2 separate regions of the Capra hircus genome follow, and region 1 is linked to region 2. The links are chromatin contacts, called in public Hi-C maps. All regions are on one chromosome and are shown on one strand. The core of a region is the stretch at or near the end of the contact, and the rest is flanking DNA. Distances in the headings are between cores, read along the strand shown.

The links. Hi-C and Micro-C count contacts between places; a contact is called where the count stands out from the background.
Region 1: a contact with region 2 is called in a Hi-C map of liver, with 11 times the contacts expected there. The contact joins two enhancer-like sites. A contact is called at or near these places in 4 of 5 Hi-C or Micro-C datasets (blood and liver).

What each region holds. Positions count from the first base shown.
Region 1 is chr19:34,510,529-34,515,298 of ARS1.2, reverse strand. No RefSeq gene overlaps it. Among named protein-coding and RNA genes, the nearest start is that of NT5M, 15 kb to the left of the region's middle. Within about 2 kb of position 2,183, at least 3 of the 5 cell types and tissues checked have an H3K27ac peak or open chromatin away from gene starts, as enhancers often do.
Region 2 is chr19:34,407,102-34,411,753 of ARS1.2, reverse strand. It overlaps LOC102170729 (a long non-coding RNA gene), which reads left to right and starts at 4,535. Exons shown (of 3, transcript XR_310790.3): 1 at 4,535-4,652. Within about 2 kb of position 1,308, at least 1 of the 5 cell types and tissues checked has an H3K27ac peak or open chromatin away from gene starts, as enhancers often do.

The DNA of each region.
Region 1 (4,770 bases), core at 934-3,433, 100 kb before region 2:
TGGAGGTAGCCATGCTGGCAGCTGCGATGTCCCCGAGTGGGAAGCAGCCCCCTAAGCAGCCACCCCTGCCTGTGCTTTCTCATCCACTTCTGCTGTCTTCCCCACAGCTGCCCTCCAGGAACCCCCTGCTTGCCCCTCAGGCTCTGGGCCTAAGTTGGCCAGGAGGAAGGATAGGAAAACAGCAGGTGGGTCCCAACCAGGAGGGTACTGGGGCTCCATCACGTGATCTCAAAATGCCTCAGCTCCATGGAGAGTGGAGACTGACCCCTTGAAAACATTGTAGATATTCTGGGCTCAAGATGTAGAGCCCCTGGGAGGAGCAGAAGCTCCAGGTTTGGGCAGAAAGACTCAGGGTGTTTCTCCACTTTCTGGGTGAGTTTCCCCAGTTGGGACCCACCCCAGTGTCATCACATCCTGTACACTAACGTGCCCTTTATGTGGCCTCACAACGCCTCTCGCGGCTTGCAACACTTTACGTGGGGTTGGGGGCACGTAGGAGGCGTATCAGAGGTCAACGGAGGATGAGATGGTTGGATGGCCTCACTGACTCAATGGACATGAGTTTGGGCAAACTCTGGGAGATAGAGAGGGACAGGGAAGCCTGGCATGCTACAGTCCATGAGGTCACAAGGAGTTGGACGTGACTGAGTGACCGAACCACAACAGATAGTGAAAAATGAACATGAACCCGCATGGCTGAGTTTTAGTGTGTTTATACCTTTGGTCTTGCCCACAACCAGCCCAGGAGTCCAGGGCTCAGAGAGTTTCCAGGTGAGCCCAGACCACCCAGCAAGCAGGGCTGGGGCGAGCTCAGCCCCCCAGAGGCCGCAGAGGAGAGGCCGCAGGAGGGGCCGGGAAGTGGGAGCCGGGAGGGTAGGGCCTGGTTTGCCACCAACTTGCTGGGACCTGGGCCAAACCACATGTCCCTGAGCCTCTTCCAGGGTTGGTCAGCCTGCATAGAAAGGGTTGCAAAAAACGGACATTTATTCCACAGTGTTGCTTCTCGGTGGAGGAAATGGACTTGCTTAGTGACACGCGGTTGGGGGAGGTGCGATGACCAGAGCCCCAGTGGCTGGAGCCCTGGCATCCAGAACAGTGGGCTTGGAAGGCTCCGACAGGAACCCGGGCAATGGTCCTGACTTGGCCACCTGGTGGCAGCACGACCTATTGAAATGGATGCAGGTGTGTGCACGCGCGTGTGTGTGTGTGTGTGCGCCTGTGGTGATGGGGTGCCAGTGATTACTGGGGGCACAGGCAACCTTGGGGAAGGACGAGAAGGAAGGACTCCTAAGCCCACTTCTGGGCTCCTGGAGCAGCAGCTCCCACCCATCCCCCTGGCCATTGTGGACAAGCTTGGACCCTGGGTGTCCACTGAGCTGAGGACAGTGTCCAGCCCGCCTGGCCAGCAGGAATCCTATCTTAGCCACAAGCCTCAAATACCCATCATGCTTACGACCTCCGAGTGGCTGAGATATCACTCTGCTTTTGCATCAGGCATGTGCGCAGGTCCCGGGCACCTTGGCCTGTGCCTGAGACCCCCCAGATGCCCTGCACCCCCAGATGCCCCACACCCCCAGACTCCCCTCACCCCCCAGTGCCCTGTGCCCCCCAGTTCCTGGGGTGTATCACTCCTGTGTCTCGTGTCCATTTTCCATTTAGAGGGTTTTCTGCACACAGCCACCCCCTGACCTTGGGGGGAATCAGGTCGCTGTCTCCCCAGCACTGTGCCCGAGGGAACGAGGGGCCCCAGCAGCTACATTTGTAGGCTTTTGTCCAGAGCTGCCCTGTCCCAGGGGCTGAGCCTCAGAGGGGAGGGGGCAGGCCTGCAGGCTCACACAGCTGCTTGCCTCAAAAGACTGGGCCATGCTGGGAGGAATGACAGAAATGCTGAAGGATAGAAATTCGTAGAAATGGGAACCGATCACCTCCCCAGCCAACACCTTGGCCTTGTTGGCAATTTTGGTGAAATTAAGAAGAAAAAAAACATTGATTTGATTGTGCAGTGCTGGCTTGGACCCACAGGCTGGGGCCTAAAGAGGCTGGAAGTGATAAAGGTTCTTATCGTGAGAGACGTGGGGCCAAAGGGTCGCTGCTGGTGAGGCCGCCTCCCTACCCGACCCTCCTTCGCAAAGGATAGTTCCCAGGTGGTGTCCGCCGGTGCGGGAGTTGCAGTTCACACATATGGACACCAGATGGCGCCAGAGAACCAGCGCTGACAGCTCTCACCTCTCAGGCCGGTGAGAGCCAGGCACTCGGATCAGACCTGCCTGGACCCAACGTCCTGGTTCTGAAAACTGTGGGCAAGGCCTAGGCCATGCACAGAGGGGACCCCAGCTGCTGATGGGTGAGTGGGAGGTACCTGAAAGCAGAGGGCTTGGAGTGGTTTGGACCCCAGGGACAGACCAGAAGGTAGACTGAGGTCCAGGTGGGTCCAGCTGGGACACCTTAAGTGTCCCTCTCTGATCTCCTGGAGGCCTCTGTGGTAACAGCCTCACTTCCTGGCTCCCCTCATTTACAGGCTCCATACGAACCAGAGGTGCAAACAGGAGCCCTCAGATGTGTTTACAGGTGGACATATTCTTTCCAGGGTGAGGCACCCAGGGGTCTGACCCAGAGACCAAGTGGGGGGCATGACTGCTCTGATTGGAGCTGAGGGTTCTTCCCTGCCCCCACGACTCAGGAGTCCTGGACCCTGGTGGCATCGGAGCCTCTGACCTCAGACTTAAACAAGGGCTGCCTGGCCTTGGCTCTGTCCTCAGACCTCCTCAGCACTGACTGCCTGAACTCAGACCCTGGGGGGTGGGAGTACCTGCTAAGCGAGTGGAAAGAGTTGGGAGCAGGGGGAGGACTAGACACAAACCAAGTTGTCCATCCTAACCATGAGGTTGAGTAAGAGAATCATTTTAATTTTGTGAAATCTGAAGGTGAGAATTCAGAGCTCAAGCTCGGTCCAAATGCCAAAGGCTGTGCCCTTCCCACCACCCACAACTGCTGCTTGGGCCGGGATGGGAGAAAGGAGCCCCAGATGCGGATGACTCACACTGAAGTCATGACTCCACCCCCTGCCGTGGTCCCAGGTCCCAGCCTTGCAGGACATCTTTCTCCTCCAGGAGGTGAACCTGAGCCTGGGGGGAACACCTTAAATGTGGGCAGCAGTGGGGCCTGAGGGAAGGAGGGAGCCTGGGGGGAATCTGGGGCTCGAGGGGCCCAGCTCCTCACAGGACACCTGTTTAGGGCGCCTGAGTGGGAGCCACCAGGTGAGCTGAGCCCTCTTCCTCATCACCCCCAACCCCCCCACACACCTGGGCCAATCTGAGAAGACAGGCATCTGTGTTTGGGAGGTTGAATGTGGGAGCCAGGCTGAAGGGATGGGCAGGGCCCCAGGGGGGTGGGGAGCCCCCAGCCCAGCACATTGGGCATTGTTTAGGGGTGACTCTGCTCTTGCACATGTGGGAAGGCTGTGTGGCTGGGGTGAACCTCAGGTGCCAACAGTCGTCAGGCACCTGAACAAGGGAACGATACCAAAGGAACGGGGTTGAAAACAAGAACTTGGAGCAGGAATACTCAACAGCCTTGGGCAGAGAGCCTTAGCCTTACACTGTGCCCTCAAAAAGGCCAACTAGAGTGTTTGGAAAATTAAATCTGGTCATCAAAGAAACTCGATAAATGGGCTGAATGTGTTAGTGGACGCAGCTGAAGAGCAAGTAGATGCGTTGGATGATTAAGCCGAGGACTCGCAGCATGAAAGGACGAGAGACGAAGGTGAAGATGCAGAAGACAGAGTTCATTTTTTGGTCCAAAAGGAGACAAAGATGCAGGAGGGAACTTCCCAAAGCTGAGAATGTCCCGGAACTCAGATTGAAAGAGGCCACAAGGGCCAGGCAGGATGAATCTGCCACTGGACAGGGGTTGATGTTTTATTAGAGCCTAAATATTTCCAAACAGAAACCAGACAACTTGCAAGAGAATGTAACAAATACTAGAAACAAGAAAAAAAAAGGTAGTAATTATCTCCACATCCTGAGGGAAAATAATTGCACACTCAGAGTTCTTTACCCAGCTGAATGTAAGACTAAAAACACTTCCTGATGACATGGGAGGTCTCAGATCATATGGCATCAAAAACAATTCCTTTTCGAGAATACAACTAATTGATGTTCTCTGGCAAGAAGAAAAACTAATCCAGAAATGGAATATAAGAAATGATGAGTCAAGAATGATAAAAAATTTGCTAAGTCTAAGAATGTGTTGGCTGCTTAAGGATTCGTAACAATTTGGTACTAAAATTATAGATGTTATGAAAAAAGGAGGTAGTTTATGGGACAGGAAAGCATGCCAAAGCTGTTGTCGAGGTGCAGATTCAGCATGAGTAAAGTACTGGTACCAGAAGGTTAAGTATGTGAGTGAAAGTGTTAAGGGAAATCTCCATAAAATAGAGTGTGTAACATAAACTATTTTTTAGAAGGAAACACTGAAGTGGGAAAAACGAAATAAATCCAACAATACTAGGAATGCGTGAGAAACAAAGCACAGGAAATAGAAAACAAAAGTGACACCAGGAATAAGATCAAATATTTCAGCAATTGCAATAAATGTGTGTGTGTGTTGTGTACGCTCAGTTGTGTCTGACTCTTTGCGGTCCCATGGACTGGAGCCTGCCAGGCTCCTCTGTCCATGGAATTTTCCAGGCAAGAATACTGGAGTGGGGTGCCATTTGCTTCTCCGGGGGATCTTCCCAACCCAGGGGTCGAACCCACGTTTCATTATGTC
Region 2 (4,652 bases), core at 59-2,558:
GGTAGTGAGCTCCCCATTATGAGTGGCGTTCAAACAGAAGTTGTCAGAGTTGCTATGGAAAAGGATTAGGCACTGGAGGAAAGGGGTTGGATGAGATGGCCTCGAATTAGTCTTTGAGTTGCGAGATGACAAAAAAAATTATTTGGTGAGCATAACTGGAAAGAAACCAACTTCAGGAATAGTTAGATCCAGCTCCATCACCTGGAAGGGAAACTGAGCCAATGAGAAGTGAGGTGCCGAGCCTGAGGCAAGGCTGGAGCCTCAGGGCCACTCAGCCAGCCAGAGTCGGGCCAGCCAGAGTCGGGCCAGCCAGAGTCGGGTGTCCTCCTCCCACAGGGGCAGGATCACTGTCCCAAAGCCTACATCCTTCCAGGGGTGACCAGGGCCATTCTGCCAGGCCGCCCTGGGGATACTTCAGATGGAGCCTTGGGGAGCTGAAGGTCCCAGTGGCTTGGAGCTGTGTCTGGTCTCAACTTTCCCATCTGTAGAATGGGCAGGTCACTTAATTCATGAGTGTGGTTCTTGTGTTGTGCTGGACAGCAGTAGCGTAAACCTGAGCTGTGGCTGTTGTGACTGGGAACCACAGAAAACATTTTTTATTTCCTTTAATTAGTGGCTGCTGACATCGCTCTGAGCAGCAGCTTCCAGGGCTCCAGACTTCAGTCAGGGTCTCCTCCTAGTTCTGTCTGCGCTTTATCCACCCCTCCCCCACTCCCCCAGGCAGGCTGCTGGGCATTTCCTTCCTCGGGCCATTTTGCTGGTGTCTCTGCCAGCCAGGAAAAGGTGGTCACCTGTGCTGGCCTGCGGCCCTGCCAGGCAAGGTGGCCGCACTCAGAGTGGCCTTGACACCTTCTCTTACCTGGAGGGGACACCTGCTGAGATCCAATTTCCTGCCAGGCAGCTAGAGGCGGTCTCAGCACAAGACTGAAGTCGGTTTAAGGATAGGAAGGAAGCAGGCTGTTTCTGGCACACCTGGGTTTCCCTCCAGGTCTGTGCCAGGTGTACACACCTGCTCTGCATGGGAGTGCTGCACACCTGTGCCCCACACCCCAGCATGTGCACACACATGCACACACGTGAATGGGCTCAGCCCTGCACTGGGGGCTTCCCCCTCCTCCAGAGCCCTCAGCAAACGTCAGGGTGTTGAGGTCCTGTGGCCTCTGGTCCGAGGCCAGGGGGTAGCCAGCCGCCTCCTCCAGGATGACCTCGGTGGAGCACAAGAAGCTGCAGACACAGGCGGACAGTCCCGGAGACGGCACAGGTGCATGGCTCCACCGTCCATCACGCGCCAAGTCCCTGGCCTCTCCTCTCCCACCACAGCCGGAGAAGGGAGTCAGGCCACCCAGGTGTGGGGGCTTCGTCGGGCGGGAGGGGAGACCAAGGCCCAGCAGGTGGCTCCCCGCCCAGCCTGCCCTGCTGGCTTGGTCACCTCCCCACCCAAGCGTCCAGGCTGTGCCTCTGCCCTGCACGCTCCCAGCAGCCGGGCCTCCAGTCTCCACCGGAAGAGCTTATCACCAATGACTTTCCAGACAGAAATCGATAGAAAACGTTTTATCTCCTTCCCCAGGGGCAGGCCGGCCTGAGAGCAGAGCTGGCTCCCATTACTATGGCGACCCTCCTGGCCCCCCCCCCCCCGTCCCCTCACTTCCCACTCCCTTCCCCCCTCCCTGCCCCCTCTTCCACTTCCTCCCCTGACGCCCCCAGTCCCCTTTCCCCTTCCCACGGAGCTGGCGCTGCTGTCTGGTGGCTGCACACAGCCTGGTGGCTGCAGCATTGCCATTCTGTGGGCCTGAGAGGGAGTGGCCCTCGCGCCCTCAGGTCCAGCCACCCTGGACCTTGGGGCCCTCTGCTTCCACACCAAAGTGCAGCTCTTGAGGCCAGCTTGGCCCCATCCCCGTGCCAGGCACTGGCCTCCGTGTCTGTGACACTTCTCTGATCACTAAGCTCAGTTTCCCCTCTGCAAGATCAGACGGGGGACAGTATGTCCCTACAGGGTAATGTGGGCACCCTGGAGCCTGGACATGTAAGGCAGGGAGCACAGGCTTGGTCAAGAAACACCAACCACAGCAGACAGGCCTCAATCTGCATGCCCATAGAATGGGTACATGAGAGATCATACTTGTGAGATCTAAGTGGGAGACGGGGGAAACCGTCCGGCCCTCTGCCCAACATGTTCTAAACAGTGCATCCTCTGGAAGAACCATCGTCCAGCACCTGCTGACCACCAGGTGTGGGGCGGGAGGAGGTGGAAGGGACAGGTGTGCCCCGCCCTCCGTGAAGGCTACCTGGTCACCGCCTCTGTGTGGCTCGCCCTGGAGAGGGATGCCCCACCAGGTCCATGTAACTGGTGCCCCCGCTCCACCCACAGGGCCGCATGGGGTTTCTTCCTACCTGCAGGCCGGGGGCTTTCTTCCTCCTTCCTCCTGGACTGCCCAGCCCCGTGTGGTCAGCCAGGCTGCAAACCTTCAGGACGGGAAGTGATACACACAGACCAGAGACTGGAGCCAGACTGGGGGGTGAGGGGGTGTCTCAGCTCTGTGCGCAGGGGTGCTCCTGCGGCCGCTGGATAATGGCCCAAAGATACCCACGCTCCAGCCCCGAACCTGTGTGTGTGACGGCAGAGGGCAGAAGGGGCCCTGCAGGTGTGACCAAGGGAAGGTCTTCAGATGCGGGAGGGTCCTGCCTTAGCTGGGTGGGCCTTGAATGTCATCACAAGTGTCCTTTCAGAAAGAAGCTGGGGAGGACTGACACAGGCAGGAGGAGGGACGATGACAGAGGCAGGGAGGTGGGGTGCGGGCACGAGCCGAGGGAGGCAGGCGGTCCCAGAACCTGATGGGAGACACGGCCGTGCCCTGGAGCTGCAGGAGCTGGCATCCTGATGTCAGCCCGGTGGTGCTGAGCTGGACTGCTGACCTCCAGGACCGCAGGAGCCAATCAATGCAGTCCTAGGGCGGCAGGTCAGTGGTCACGGGTCACGCCAGGCATGGGAGAGGCACAAACCCACCCAGTGCCCCTGAATTTACGTGAACCAACACACTCTTCCACCCTCCCTGTACTCCTGGGAGGCTTACAGGAGCTGGTAGGTGCAAAGAGCTTAAAAAAGCAAGAAGTATTGTTTTTAAAAGGATTGTGCAAAAAATGGTCTGCCCAGCCCTAAGGAGGAGAGCAGTCCTGCTCTCAAGTAACTCACCACCTGGAGCCAGAGAGACTCGCAAAGGGTACTGATCACCGGGAAGGTCACAGGACAACCGAGGGGACTGGCGGGGGTCTCGGAGGCTTCCTGGAGGAGTCCACTCTTGATCTGAGCCTGGAAGGGTGTGGAGGGAGCAGCCAGACAGGACAAAGAGGGAAGGGTGTCTCTGGCAGAGGTAACAGCAGGGGGTATGCTCGGAAAATAGGGAGACAAGGCCATGGAGGGACCTGTAAGGCACCCAAGAGGGACGAGCAGGGAAGGATGTGAATGGGTCAGCCCTGGAGTATGGGGGCCCTTGCAAGCCAGGGACAAACACAGTGGAAGGAATAAGGCCACGGTAAGAAGGGTAGACAGGGTGTTGAAACAGGAAATAAGTTACAGAGGCTGTGAGCCCGGGGTGAGCAGAGGGTGGAACTGACAGGATTTCATGACCACCTGGATGAGGCGGATGAGCAGGGAGGGGTAGGGGGAGATTGGGTCAACTTGCCCGGATGACCATCATTACCTCTAATGCCAGAGCAGAGCCCACACCACTCACACACCTGGGGACGTGCCAAGGAGTGGGGAGGCTCATCTCAGTCTCAGCCCTGACACTGTGACTGTCCACACCGGGCAGTGGGGTGGGGAGGGGAGACAGAGCCCAGACACGGAGCAGGGGTGCAAGGGGGCCAGGGCCTGGGGGGTGGAATAGTTTTTATGTTAACTAGATTAAAAAAGGGTTTGAGGACTGCTTTTGTAATAGTTTTTTATTACCAGAAAGAAAGGAGGAAGGGAGGGAGGAAGAAAGAAAGAAGGACTCCCTGGTGGTCCAGTGGTTAAGAGTCTGCCTTCCAGTGCAAAGAAATGGGTTCGATCCCTGGTTGGGGAACGAAGATCCCACATGCCACAGGGCAACTAAGCTTGAGCACTGTAGCTACTGAGCCTGTGCATTCTAGAGCCCAGGCTCTGCAATGAGAGACGCCCACACACCACAACTAGAGAAGCTTGCATGCCTCAATGAAGACCCACTGCAGCCAAAATTAAATAAATAAATAAAACCATTTTTGGAAAAAGAAGAAAGGGAGGGAGGGAGGGAGAGAAGAGGGAAGAAGAAAGGAAGAAAGGAAAACTACATGTTCTATTAGCAGCTAAGCACGAAAACCCTGATACTGGGAAAGACTGATGGGAAATGGAGACCAGGGCAGCGGAGGACGAGATGGTCGGATGGCATCACCAGTTCAATGGACACGAATCTGAGCAAACTGGGAGATGATGAAGGACAGGGAAGCCTGGTGTGCTGCAGCCATGGGATCGCAAAGAATTGGATAAGATTTAGCGATGAACAATAACAACAAGCACTTTTATTTTCACCACTGTTAATAAACAAAAAATCTGCAGAGCCTGAAGGTAGGACAGTTCTCGCTCTCTGTTTAGGAAAGACCTGTGGGTTCCATCACCCTTAGGCCGGTGCACATGCAGT